Regions from separate parts of the Acanthopagrus latus genome. Here region 1 is linked to region 2. A link is a contact called in public Hi-C data. All regions are on one chromosome and are shown on one strand. Each heading gives the region's core, a stretch centred on a gene start, on an enhancer-like site or on the middle of the called end of the contact. The rest is flanking DNA. Distances are from core to core; before and after follow the strand shown. Region 1 holds the start of b3gat2 (galactosylgalactosylxylosylprotein 3-beta-glucuronosyltransferase 2). Region 2 holds the start of LOC119033208 (stromal membrane-associated protein 1-like).

Region 1 (4,146 bases), core at 914-3,413, 150 kb before region 2:
CTGTTGTTTTGAGTTGAGCTTCAGCCTCTCGGAGTGAGTGATTGTTTTTCTTTTCTGCTGTGCTAAACTAAACTAACCACCAGAGGGCAGTGTTCCCAATATAATACTGTCAGACTGTATCATGGCCAGTCCCTCCCCACTGTGTGTGTGTGTGTGTGTGTGTGTGTGTGTGTGTGTGTGTGTGTGTGTTTTCATGTATGTAGACGAATGTAGATGACAACACGAGGAAGGTCTTGAGTGGGGGAGGCTGATAATGTATAGAGACACACACATCCACATTTACACATGCACACACACGAGACTGTCCTCCAGCTGTAGCTGCCAGCAAAGACACAGCATCCTGCTGAGAAAAGGCCTCTTATTGAAATGGGCCAGCTCAATGTTCCCTGCCTACGGTGCAATTGTGTGTGTGTGAGCACGCGTGTGTGTGTGCATCTGTGTGTGTTAAAAGCTGTTATGTCTCCCCTAGGATCAACTTGGGAGTGTCGCTACCATTAACAGCATGTTAGCTACCTGAGCTGACGCTGAGAAACCAACCATCAACCATAATGACCTTACCTACAGTACCTCTGAGGGAGTGTGTGTGTGTGTGTTTGTGTTTGTGTGTGTGCGCGCAGCTGACTCAAATGACAGCAGAATGGAGTGAACGTGAACAGATTGAAGGCACAGTTCAGAGAGGGTATCTGTGAGATGATTTCTTCTTCTTCTTCTATTTATTTATTTTATTTTTTGGTTCCATCTTCGCTGTCATGACCTCATTCCCACAGTGGTAGTATTTTGTCACTGGGACTGCCAGAGGTCACCCGCCAATCAAAACGGCGCGTCCAGTCCGGCAATGTGCCATCTGTAACCTTTGATTTTTCTCTTGGTGAAATTTCTGTTACGTGCTTCTCTCTTTTTCTTTGATTCGGTATGAAGGCTATAAACTGCTCAACAACACTGGCTGCGGCGTTCGTAGAAGATTCAGTTGAAATGTGAGAGAAGTGAGCGACAATATCTGACATTCTGGTTATGTCTCGCTCCAGTTTCAATATACTGCCGTCTGTTTGTTCGCATAGTAAACCTACAAAGCACTGTGTCGGTATAGATATGATTCTGGGGAATTTGGTCCACAGCAAACTCTATAAATAATAAAAAAGTGAGCATTAATCATTAATAAATCCCATTAGAGGAATTCCAAAGTATCAGTGAAGACCAATTTCTCTAAAAGCTGCACAAAATTTGGTCCATTAATGATGTGTCAATCTCAAACCGTAATTAACAAAGTGGAAAGTCATAAACACTTTTCCATGCGAGCAAACACCTGGTAAAAAAAGAAAAAGAAAAAGAAAAAGAAATGATCCATTAATGATTATGGTGGTTCTTATGGAATGAACAGAGGAAAAACATTGTGGACGCTGTGCTCAACTGACTGAACGGCAAAGTAAAGGTCAATACGTGACTGCAACTCACTGTTCATGTGACAATTACATTATTCGATTATGTCCTTAGATGTTCTCGAGTGGCTTCGGTATGAAAGATGAAGATTATCGTGGCTTTGACATCACAGAAAACAAACATCCGGCCTATCGCTGGGATTCGATCGCTCGGCTAATTCAGGACCGACCTTTTTTGACTTGCTTCGACGGGCGCTGCGAGTGCTGCTGTTTGTCCTGCTGGCAGAGATAAAACCTGAGGATTCACCCGGAGAGGAGACTTAAGTCCTCGACAGCACAAGGGGACTCCGGCGACTTTCCCCTGACAGCTGCTGACTGCTGTTATGTATGAAGGGAGGATCAGGGAGCTGTAGCATCAACCTCGATGTGGGGAGCTGGATACTTAAAGGGATCGTTCACCCCAAAATTTAAACTACATGTGTTTTTTCTCTTACTTGTGTTTATCCATCTTATCCAAATATTCCTAGCAAACTGAAATAGACCAGACATTCGCCTGAAACTATCACTGGGTGACAAAGATCGAACTGCACATGGAACAAGTCATCCAGACTTTCCACAGTCTGCAGTCGTGCATAATGTTTCAGATAAATCAGCCTCCCACTCTGGGTGGACAGCAGCTCCTCTACTGCCCAGCTAGTTGCCTTCTTCCTCCGCCCACTCGTTCACAAGCTAAACACACTCAAGGTTATTTACCGTGAAAAATGGCTTCTGCAACACGAGTTGAACCCTTTAATGCTGAACCTCATGAAGTCCCCATGTAGGGTCTGTACGCATGGTGTGAGCAGGGAACATAGGTCATTTGTTTCATTTTAAATGTTTATTTCCAGGAATATTGTACATTTACCCTCAGTGGAATACAGAATAAATCACAAACAAGTGTCCCCTTGAGGGTGTTGAAGGGACAAGGAGATCTATTCTGAAGGTGATTTAAGGATCATTATTTAAAGGGATAAATTAAAAATAACAATGTTTTTAATAGAACTACATTTTTGTTGTATATTTTCTCGAGTTGTGTACTTACATGATCCCAAATGTTTCCAACAATGCAAAAACCCAGAGAATCATTAATTGTATTCAAGTTAAGGTTCAGCTCATCACTTTACAGGCATTAAGCAGCTAACCGGCTCTGTATTTTTTTTCTACAGGAGTTGTTGGAGCGCAAAGCAGAACTAAAAGAGAGGTGAATATATTGAACTTACATTCATCAGCTGGTACGGATGAATGCTGATGTTGCTCTGTAACTGCTGAAAGTGTAAACAGGCCGACACATCCGCTCATCAGCTTGCAGCCCAGTCACCGGGATAGAATATTGGCGACATGCATTTCTGCAAACCACGGAATATATCAATTTGTATGTGTCCTACGCATCATATTAATATTCATGTTAGGCTACATGTATACAGGCTGGCATTCATGTCAGGAGGAGGAGGAGGAGGAGATGGTGGTAGCGTGACAGACTGCTGCAAAGCGAGGGACCAGTCAGCATTTGTAAGTGTGAAACCACTGGATCTTCATAACGTGACATCGGGCTGATTTCAAGCCTCATTTGTGGTGATAGAACGTGTTATTTTAAGTCAAAACATGATCTTTTCCTAACCAGTTTTCAACCAGACCATTAACAACACGTCGTCACAACATGACGAAAAAATCATGAAAATCTGAATGAACCTAAAGAAAAGTAAAATGGCAACATGTCTGTCCTTTGCAGAAATGAACATTGCCAACGTTTATTCTGGTGATTAGTTTGCAGCTAGTGTGATAGTAAGTCTGTGGGTACAGCTTGTGCCTATAAAAAGGAGATGTTGAAAAAGGGTAAATGAGAGAAGCTCTTCTTGTGAAAATCAACTTTCACAGTCCGGATCATACTGTACTCTTGAAAAAGGTCCAGCTTGTTCCTGTTCTGATGTGACAGCCACGGGATTCATGGTGGAACTATGAGGAGGGAAAGAGAAAAGCGGCTCTTTGCTCTAGTGAGCAACACCTGGACCATTATCATCAGGCAGAACTCAGCGTCACAATCTGAAAGCTGCGCATCAAGTCATTCAGGATTAACAATCAGCACAGTTTACAGCTCAGGAGGAAAATCATTATCCCTCCTCTCCGGTAATTAGGACCTCTAGCAGATCTTAAGTCAGCTGAGTTTATGAAGAAAGACCCTGGTGGAAAAACTGTTCGGTCAACTACCCTCCAATAAATAATGGCTACAGAGTCAGACAGAACCTGCTCTAAACACAACTCCAGGTTCACTTCCACTTCAAATTGTTCGATGTCGCACCCAAAACCCATTCTGTTGAATTTCACCTCCATTTTTCTATTCCCCCCGCAGCCTTTAAGTGGCAGCGTGCTAGCAGCTAATCTCTCAGGCCGACACTCCGGCTCATGGCTAATGACTAAGTGTCAGTGTTACAGATGAGGCTGCTGTCTACGCTGACCTGTTTACAGACACTAAAGGCTAAAGGCGTGAATGGTGCCCGTGATAAATCATTCCTCCACAAATGGCTAGAAAATGAACTGGTGGCAAACAAATATCAGCCGCCAGTCCAACATGTTGCTAAATCAATACACCAACGAATACATTAATCAAACAATACCATCAAATGTAAATTACACATTGTGGACGCTAGAACAGTTCAAATACTTAAAAGAGAAACAAAAAAGACTAGTGATTTCGGTTTAGTGACAAACATACATCCCTCATATAACCGTAAAT
Region 2 (4,542 bases), core at 1,463-3,962:
ATCGTACTGTGTTCATTTGACTATCTCAAGTCTTGAATTATACTGTATTATTGTTATTGAAAATGTATATATTTCTAAGTTTATATCAAGTTTCATTTAGTTAAGAGAAATAACGTTACATGTAGCATGAAACCATGATGTTTTCTGAGACACTATAATACTGTGAAAATCACATGCTATTGCTATGCAACCCTGGTCATCAATGAATTTCAGAGGAAAACATGCTGGTCTTTGTTTTTGTTTATGTAGTGATGTCAATTACATTTGTATAAGTTGAGCTATGGAGTATTTAAAGTAATCATCTTTACTCACTACATGTCAGCCTTTACTCTCAGGCGTGCATCTTCTTTTTTTAAAATAGTAAATAAATTACCGAGGGAAAAAAATCCATATTGTGCATCCCCAACCATGACTGCTTGAAAGCTTCAGAGCAAAAAAATAAGCAGCACCTTGTCCTGTGTGTTTGTTTTTGTCAAACTGTTGTTTCAAGTCAAGGTCGAGCATGAAAAGCTCAGCTGATATATGTGACAACTAAGCAAATCCACTGAGAAAGACAGGCAGCCGAATGACCTATAAAAAGCCACTATTGGGCTTTGAGCTGATTTTTCTTTTATTATTTACAATAATACATGTAATGTATCTGTATGGCATGAAAAAACAGTCCACTGTGTACCTGTAGGGAGCTACAACACCAGGCTGGAATCATTAAATGTTATTCAGATTAACATCAAGATGTGAATTAAGAGGAAAAGATGCAGCATCAGCAGCAGGCAGTGGAGTCTCATGATATAACCTGATTCACTGGCTGAAGGAGGTCTGCTACTACAGATTTACAATAGTCAGATGGCAGCAAAGGCATGCTGATGACGCAAACGCCATTTAATCTCCGTCATAGGTAGCCCCGATACGAGCCGTTCACAGTCCAGTCAAAACTCGGAATTTCATGCTTCCACACTTTTCGCTAAACGCGTCCGCTTATGCAAAAGTCTCGACCCTGTGAAAATTTTGCACACTCTGTTATGCAAAATATTATGAAATGAATATGCACTTTTTAAGTGAAGGCACGCAAATTAAAAAAAAAGTTCTAATCTTATTGGGATGCACTGCGGCTTGGTGTGTTGGATGTCTGCCGAATTAAAGACTGGTTCTTAAATAATTAAGGAACCTCCTTGATTTAGGAGTACCTTAGAGTCTGTGCGAGGGAACATAAAACTTTCAGATTTCTGAATGGAGTTTCGGGGGTGGTCGTGCTCTGCATGAGGAGGGTGTCCGAGGTAAGGTGTTGGCTGCAGCTGCAGCAGACAGGTAGCATCTGATGCTGACGGGGGACGTCCACAAATGAAACAACACCTGTAAGTTAATGTTCCCCACACGGGACACGCACGTTTTCCGCTCATTAATAAAACAGTCAAGGACATGACATCGATACCGTCGGGCAACATCTGCGCCAAGGTACCCGCACACACGCGCGCACGATGCAAAACCGGAATTACTGGCCATCCGATTTCAAAATAAAAGCAACTAGCATGAATTTTCGAAAACAAACTTTAAAAGCAAGGTGAGAATGACTACAATATCCTTACTTTTATAAATACTAGGAAATAAAACCCTACAATTTCAAAATGTCAATAAAAATGCTGATCCAAACATTCCTCATCATAGATGTTATGTTTTATTACAGCTTTGTGAACAATTCACACAAACAGTAAGAATAATGTGTTCAGTTTTGATGACAAAATCACTCAGATATTTACATTTCTTTAAATCAAAAACATAATATTATGGGTGTTTTCTTGTGGTATTTACTGCCTCACCATCTTCGTTTTTATTATTATCATTATCATTATTCATCTTATTATTATTGTAACTGTATTATTAAAATTATAATAATAATTTCAGGGTTTTACCTATTTATTGCCTCGCGTATCATTTATTATTATTGTTTTCATTATTATTATTACTATTGTTGTTTTGGTGTTGTTTTGGTGTTGTTACTTTCCTTTTTAGTTATAAGTTGTGGATTTTACTTTGAAAGTGACAACGGAAGTAGTGCTTCGTTTGTGGTTAAACAAATGTCGGCTAACAGTACGCATATTCTGGCTTTATTCTGACAGGACAAGCAATAACGGTGTTTACTCCGAGCAACATAAATATGAGTAATGAAGAAATTCATAGTATTTATCAGAATGACACGCTAACGGGCAGCTAAATAGCTAACCGGGAGGGATGTGCGTTAAGTGAAGCACACAAGTGACTCCCATCAGTGTAACGCTCCAGTATGCTGCTAGCTTGATCGCAGCCGTTAGGTGCCAACTTCCCACATCATCCCATCCCTTCACACACACACACACACACACCTCTAACATACAGGTGCACAGCTGAGGGGCTCACCTTTCGCCTCACAGTCGGCACAGTACTTGTTGTCGTCCTCCCTCAGCAGTTTAGACAGGATGGCCTGATGCTGCTCGTTCAGTTTCTGGGCTTTTTCTCGCTCCGACCGCGTTGTCATCTCGCCAAAAGTTTGGGATGCAGTCCTGCTTGTGTCGAGCCGATTTAAAAAAAACCTCGAGTGCTCAGTTTGTGTTAAACAGAGTCGGACATCCCCGTGTATCCGCACTGTACCTCCCGCCTGTATTCAGCTAGCTTGCAACCTGCTAACAAGGTAATATGGATCTAAGGCAGCATCATCCCTGCTGCCTTCAGGACTGTCGGAATTTGTGGCTGCAGCACATGATTGAGAATCAGCTTTACTGGCCCCGGTGTGTTAAGGCACAAAAGGAACTGGACTCGGGTTGCCTGTTGCTCTCAATTTACTTACACACGTACAGATATGGCAAGGCAAGGCGATTTTTATTTGTATAACACAATTCAGACACAATGCAACTCAAAGTGCTTTATAAGGGCATACAAATTGCATTTAAAAAATTGAGAATGGCTCCTCAAGCAAATGTTTTCACCAGCTGTATGATGAATGATATTTTTGTGCAACTTTTATTCAACAGTTGTCCCATACACTAAATATTGTCTAATGACAAAAAAAAAATAGCTAAATGGTTCGACAGATTTAACAATGTCTATTGTGTGTTTGCATACATGAATACACTAGTCTTAATGTGTATTATGTCTGGTATTAACCTTCCCTTTCTCTTCTGAGTGCCTGTCACAACAGTGGCCTGGGAATAAAATCCAAACAAAAACAGCCATCACTCACCCTGCTGCTCCTTTACAGCAGGTGAGTCTCTAGTTAATCACACACTCCAAAACTTCCTCAAGTTTGGTGGCATTGCTCAGGGAAAATGACATCTCTGCTGGAGATCACAGCTGTACAGAACAAACACAAACATCTATTTTGGTCTTCGTCCAGCTAGTCCAGTTCAAAACTCCACTAGAAAAACGACACATTTTAGATCAGTTTGAAACAAAGGTGTGGCCATACAGTCCTGTAGCTCTGATGCATTATTTAGGATAAATAAACAAAGTTTTAAACTGGCTCAAATACACCTTATAATTCAACTGAGATGCAAGATGATTAGATCTGCATTGAAATGTCAAAAAAAAAAAAAAACTAGACCTTTGTTAGACATGTTGCCTGGGCGATAAATGCGATTAATGTTTCCAACAATGTTCAAACCCACCAAAACCAAAATTCCACAAATTTGCTCAAGGTAACGGCGGTGCTCGCATGTGGCTATAACTTCTAGCTTCTATTCTACTGAATATCAGTGGTGGAGACCTCTCAGAGTTATCTACCTGTGCCTCATGTACTCTACAGATGTCACCACAGTCTGTTCATGCAGTTACACAACTAAAAGAGAGGCGTGAAACTCTGACACCTGGTGGAGAGACGTTCATCATTACAGGTTGTGCAATCGCCTGTTCTGTGTGTGTCTCAAATGCAACCAGGCACCAGCGGCGAGGCTCCCCAGCAGGTATGGCCCACAGCCTGCACTGTGTTGGAATGCTGTAAGTAACACACACAGAAGCACAAACACACATGAGGTCAAACGGTTTCTATTGTCGATTTTATTTCTGCCTCTTGTAGGAATGGAGAGGTGTTGCAGTTTGGTTCCTTCTTGCTGGGCTCCTCCTCTACTGTAAAGCCCACCTCCATGTCAGAGTGAGTGGTCTCTTAATAAGGGGTTGTGACACACTAGTGATCCCAGTGACCTAATTCCATTATTGATTCCTTTGCCAAAGTATTTGAAAACCATAATTATAATCAATTGTCACGGTGCATTAAAGATAATGATATAATTATTCCATTTGGAATTTCAGATTCTTAACAGCGAGTTCAGGCTCGCTCTGACTGAAACTATTTCTTTCCTGTCAACAGAAAAGCTTCTCCAGAGAATGACTCTGAATTTAAACAGAGGAGTTCAAGTATTTTGTTGACGCAAATGCACTCTGGGAGTTGTGGATCTGTTTTGGGATCTGTTGAAGTGAAACTCTCTCCAAAAAGCAAGCCAGGCTTTATTTGTGAATGTATATGAGTCAAACCTTCGTGTAAATGCATAGGTATGATGAAAGATGCACTTTTTAAGA

The links. A called contact is a pair of places that touch in the nucleus more often than the background predicts.
Region 1: a Hi-C map of liver shows a contact between it and region 2, with 5 times the contacts expected there. The contact joins the promoter of b3gat2 here to the promoter of LOC119033208 in region 2. A contact is called at or near these places in 2 of 4 Hi-C or Micro-C datasets (liver and muscle).

Annotation. Positions count from the first base shown.
Region 1 is chr15:16,607,775-16,611,920 of fAcaLat1.1, reverse strand. It overlaps b3gat2 (galactosylgalactosylxylosylprotein 3-beta-glucuronosyltransferase 2), which reads left to right and starts at 2,163. Exons shown (of 8, transcript XM_037123016.1): 1 at 2,163-2,358; 2 at 2,582-2,616; 3 at 2,825-2,924; 4 at 3,319-3,539. The region is part of intron 1 of ogfrl1 (opioid growth factor receptor-like protein 1); the gene reads right to left.
Region 2 is chr15:16,454,701-16,459,242 of fAcaLat1.1, reverse strand. It overlaps LOC119033208 (stromal membrane-associated protein 1-like), which reads right to left and starts at 2,712. Exons shown (of 10, transcript XM_037123005.1): 1 at 2,392-2,712. The coding sequence starts at 2,509. LOC119033810 (a long non-coding RNA gene) reads left to right here and starts at 2,945. Exons shown (of 4, transcript XR_005079376.1): 1 at 2,945-3,232; 2 at 3,773-3,929; 3 at 4,043-4,117.